2 separate regions of the Zea mays genome follow, and region 1 is linked to region 2. The links are chromatin contacts, called in public Hi-C maps. All regions are on one chromosome and are shown on one strand. The core of a region is the stretch at or near the end of the contact, and the rest is flanking DNA. Distances in the headings are between cores, read along the strand shown.

Region 1 (2,700 bases), core at 5-2,504, 660 kb before region 2:
TGTTGGAGACAGTCTAAATGGCTATTTAATTCACTGTTTAGTCACAGAAGGATTACAACTACCACATTGGTACTCAACTAACCAATGCTGTAAATATATAAGGTGGAGTGGGATTTAGTTTTTTTAAGTGGTACTATACAAAACCGTTTAGACCATTTAACTCCATTCAAACACAAACTAATTGGCATAAACGGTAAACTACGGTTCACCGACAATTTACTGTTTAGCATTTAGGGTAACTCAGAGTATGATGGCCTCTCTAATGTGCAAGTTCCAAAGCCATCGAATGAAAGAATCCAGGGACCACAAAAGATGAAAAAATGATCTAATGAATAACATGTAGAAAAAGACACAGAACAACTGAATCCTCAATATCCAGTGGTCACTAGAACTGATAGTAGTACATTAAAACGGAAGGAGCACCAGCATATAAAATATCAAGTTCCAAAGACCCTTTTTAAGAAATCACATTACTGATTTCCCAAATTTCTAACAGCAGCTTAAAAGGTAGGCGTAAACCAACAATATCACCAAATCCACTTCAAAATGGTTGACACTCGATTGGGTGAAACATTTAGAACTATGTTACAATACAGTAGGTTCCTTCCCCATGGGGCCTGACAACAAGCCAATGATGGACGGAAGGAGAACACTGCCTCACGGATTTCCCAATCTCCTAGCTAATCTCCCAAACTAAAGCCTACTTAGCAGCAATGCACAAGATAAAGAGCACTACTTCCCGCAACAATAACATTTTTTCCAGAAGCAAAGCAGAAGGGGGGGGGGGGGGGGGGGGGGGGGGGGGGCACACATGAGAGAACCTCGACAGTCCATATGAAGAAATCGAGCGGTTCCGGCGATCGCGCCCGGCCCATCTCCCTCCTCCCAGGAGTGGACTTCGCTTGGGTCATGAGGGTTCAGCGAAACCAAACCCAAAATTTGTAGAGCGCAAACCGCACCCGCGACCCAATAAGGCGCCACGAAGTGCTACAATCAGTGTCAACCAGTGTCGATCTCACAAGCTGGAGAAGGAGACCCTAATCGAGTAGTGAACGGACAGATCGGGTTAGTACCACACATACCCAGAGATAACACCGAATGGACAGGGAGAAGAATTTGGGTTTGATTGGACGGAATCCATCCAAGAAAGTGAGCGATGGTTGCTTACCGACCCAAGCTGGGACCAGTCCTCGCCCTAACGGATCTCTGCCACCATTGGACTCAGAGGTGGGCGCGTCGGGTGGGGGGATCCGGCGACGAGAGCGGGAGGAATCGACACGCTAGCCGTGCTGTGGTCGGCGGCGACGCGTCGAGAGCTAAAAGCCTGGTGCGGCGGTGGTGCCCGTGGGCTGGACGCGCGTGGGACCAGCGGCTGGGGAAGGGCAGGGGCCGGTGGCACTGGCAGCGCAATTGCGCAAACGCGAGCCTCTCCGAGGCGCGTGTCCGAGAAGCAGCTGCGTTGGTGGCTTTTTTTTTTCGCGCGCGTGTTGTCCACTCTATATCAATTCCATGCCAGGACAATAGGGCATGTATGTTGCGACGGCTTACAATAATACTCACGTAAATTATCCATAAAAAAATTTAAGATTTTTTATTGATTATCTTCGCTCTTTGTATAATATTTTTTTGATTTGACTAATTGATGTTATTGTTTACTCCATGCAATATATCTTGGTACAATACGACTAATGAAGTGAGCGATTAGAAAGAGTTCACAATGACTGATGAATGAACAGAGATTATAAAATAACATAATTCCATCATACAGGGACCAAATAAGACAAAATTTGTAAGCTCAAGTTTTTAAAATAAGTCTCATGAAGTCAAACTTACAAAAAAGATAGATCAAAATATGGAGTGATTGCTAAAGTCAGGCATCAATAAAAACCGGATACGCTCCATATAAATTATGCTACTTCGTAGCAATTACTAACGTTTAAAACCAATAAATAACCTTTTATTTTGTTGTTAGTGTGACAAATCATTGTTGCTCCCTCCAATTCAGCAACCTCAAACACCATGTAGTCCATTGCGCCAATATGGTCTCAGAAACGACCTAATGTTTGCAAGAGCCAAGAACGTCGTGTCGTGCTTGGACTGTAGCCTCAGCCCGTAGTGCTGGCCCGACCCTACACGATTGTTTTTTATTTTACAAAAAAAAGTATATATCTATATACAATTTATATTCAATATTAAAAATATCTTAGCATGATGTTCTACTGGTTAGACAGCTTCACCCAGTGTCTCCCGTCCTTCTTCCATCAGGACATGGGTTCGAACCCCACCTCCTGCACCATTTTTTAACATTTTACGTTGATTTAATTAAATGGATCGACGGGCTAATGGGTTGGCTCGACACAGTTAGCAGGCCGGCATGACGTGTCTGGGCCATAGTTCTGGCCCACGTGCGTCTAGCCCGTGTCGGACGCCGTTTGGCCATCTATATATATAGACGTGCAGCGGATTAATTTGAAATAGTTGTGAGGGGTTATTTATAAAAGATGACGCATGAAGACCGTTGAAACTAGTGCTTTAAGTATAGTATAGATTTTGAGTTGTGTTTTCGACTGTATCTACACGTTTAAATATAAAAAATTCAAAATGTGTATATTGACGAAGACACTATGTCTTAATTCTATGCTCGAGAAGAACAAATGAACATAATGACAAAAGTTCATGCAACGTAAAGATCAAGCTAAA
Region 2 (2,755 bases), core at 152-2,651:
TTTTTTTCCTAATAATTTTTAGTGCAATAAATTAAAATTAATTATCTTTGCCCCTATGGTGTTCTAGATTTTAGCATATTTTTATTTATTATACATTTTTAATTATAATTCAGTCTACAAGCAAAATAATTTCGTAAAAGTGATTTTTAATCATCTCTTGAAATATTTCGTAAGAGAATTCAGATCTAGAGTGATTCGTGTTTCCCTACTAAAAACGAACTCCTATATTCGAACTAGCAGAGAATACAGAACATACTCACTATCAAAGGACGAAGTACATTGCTCTAAATTCTACTAGTGTTTGATTTATCACTTCTCTTAGATTTTAGGTTGTTAATTTTTTGTTACTGTCGTGTGACATAATTTTTTCATTTAGGGATAAAATAAAAAAACGTGAACTATCTCTTATAAATCATACGTATATCTTTTTAATTGTACTATGATTGTGTAAAACTGTTGAATGAAAAACTCAGGCACAAACAAATATGAGGGAATTTTAAGCTTAGCTTGCACACGTCGTTTTCATGAACACTACCACCACTAGCAAGTTACTAAGGCTAACCGCAACCGTTACCTCTAAATTTTTCCCCATATATCATTTTTCCCCCTATTTTTCCCCTATTTTTTCATCTCCCGCAACAGTTCCCCCTAAATACCCCCTATATCCCACTACCACTATAAAATATCATTTTCTATACCAACTATCAATTTTTATCTACTAACAATTACTCGTGGACCCACAACACAGTGTTTAGGGAGATGAACAGTAACACGCTATATCTGGGGAGAGAGAGAAGGGGGCCGGCGCGTAGAGGGCGCCGTAGGGGGCACCGCTGCGGCCGTAGAGTGCCCCCTACGCACCGTATGAAGGGGAGGGGGCTGCCAAGGGGGCAGCGTTGCGCATAGCCTAACATGAAGACTTAGCTTGAAATAACATGCGCTCTTACCTAATAAACGCGTCGGAGTTATAACTAATTGTGGCTTTAATTTGTTCGGTTATTCCCCATTCTATAGGGATTATATTAGAGAGGATTGGAAGGGATTTTGAAGTGAGATTTTGACTTACAAGGGATTTAAACCCTCTCAAATCTCATTTCTGTCCAACTTGATCCTTGGATTGATTAGGAACTGAACAAGGCCTGAAGAATTTACATGTGTTTCATTATATTACCGCTACTAGAAATTTGCATTTGATAATTACTAATCGTACTCCTGTGTGTTATGAATGTATAATTACGAAGGGTGTACGCGGTGGCGCATGCGCGGCGACGGCGCTGGTAAAGGACGGCGAGCTCTTCGTGGCCAACGTGGGCGACTGCCGCGCCGTCCTCGGGAGCCACAGCGGCATCGCGACCGCGCTGACGAGCGACCACACCGCCGCCCGCGAGGACGAGAGGCGTCGCATCGAGAGCTCGGTATGTGGCGATCGAGACGGACATGCCGGCATTGCACAAGTGATCCCCACGCGCACAAGCTTCTCTTGCAGTCGAGCCGGTACTGATGATGAGGCTGCACACGTACGTGTGGTGTGGCTATATATGCAGGGAGGGTACGTGAGCTGCGGCAGCAGTGGCGTGTGGCGCGTGCAGGACTGCCTGGCCGTGTCGCGCGCGTTCGGCGACGCGTCCATGAAGGCCTGGGTCACCTGTGAGCCGGAGGTCTCGCGGCGCCGCCTCACCCCGGACTGCCGCTTCCTCGTCGTCGCGTCCGACGGCCTCTGGAACAAGGTGTCCTGCCAGGAGGCAGTCGACGTCGTCGTCTCCGCCCCGCCAGGTGGAGCTGGAGCATCGTCCTCCGTGGAATCGTGCAAGGACCTGGTCGCCTTGGCCAGGAAAAGGGGGAGCCGGGACGACATCACCGTCATGCTCGTTGATCTGCAGCGATTCATTTGACAGTCACAGGACGCGGAGGCCACCGTTCATCAATGCTGCCAAGCAAAACATTCGTACGTGATCAAATTAATGTTCTTTTTATAGTGTATATTTTTCTCTTTTTTTTTCTTTCACTTTTATTATTGGATACTCTAGCTAGATGATTTCCCAAGAGATTATATTGTACGTAGTAGTGTAGAGAGGGCTGCCTTCCGAAGAGATTTGAATTCAAACTCGTCAGAAAGTGCAGAAGAAGATTAGCGCGACGTGTAAAAAATAGCTATGATGATTTCCTCTATTAGTTCGAGCAAATATTTCGGTGTGTCACAGGCTCACAGCAGAAGGAAAGCTATCGAACATTCATGGAAAACGACGACTCCAATGATACCCTTATGATTTATCCTTTCTACAAATTTCTAAAGCCATGAACTTTTAATTTATTTATAGAGGCGACTCCGTTTTCGCTAGATATGGCACTATCAAAATATCTTTAAAAATACTACTAGATCCATTCTCGAATATTTATCGCCCGCTAATTTACTTTTGAACTAAAATACGACAAATAAAAAACAACGGAGGGAGTATTTAGCTAGTCTCACATTTTTTAGATGCATCTGTAATTTCAGAGATAATTGGCAAGCCAAACCACCTTAGAAGCAGTTCCACTTACTGTCGTGGTTTCGGAAACCGGGGACACAATATAATTTATATTTGGTAGAGGAGGCTAGCACGGACTCACTCCGAATGGTGAATCATTAGACTCAAAGGAGTTTATACGGGTCCAAGCGGATGCCTTAAGTCCAGTGTAGTGTTGATCTTAGTATTGCTATTGAGGACGTGTTACAAAGGGTGCAAGTGAGAGTAAAATGGCAAGGAAGAGGAGA

Evidence for each region. A called contact is a pair of places that touch in the nucleus more often than the background predicts.
Region 1: a contact with region 2 is called in a Hi-C map of tassel, with 2.5 times the contacts expected there. The contact joins the promoter of LOC100275340 here to the enhancer-like site in region 2. A contact is called at or near these places in 2 of 25 Hi-C or Micro-C datasets (ear and tassel).

The regions. Positions count from the first base shown.
Region 1 is chr6:28,140,541-28,143,240 of Zm-B73-REFERENCE-NAM-5.0, reverse strand. LOC100275340 (Sterile alpha motif (SAM) domain-containing protein) reads right to left here and starts at 1,254. Exons shown (of 4, transcript NM_001149437.1): 1 at 1,169-1,254; 2 at 822-1,037. The coding sequence starts at 911.
Region 2 is chr6:27,476,192-27,478,946 of Zm-B73-REFERENCE-NAM-5.0, reverse strand. It overlaps LOC103629111 (probable protein phosphatase 2C 77), which reads left to right. Exons shown (of 3, transcript XM_020540200.3): 3 at 1,242-2,241. The coding sequence ends at 1,892. Among protein-coding and RNA genes, the nearest start is that of LOC103629111, 5.8 kb to the left of the region's middle. Within about 2 kb of position 1,401, at least 3 of the 20 cell types and tissues checked have an H3K27ac peak or open chromatin away from gene starts, as enhancers often do. A contact at or near this core is called in tassel, where this site is marked.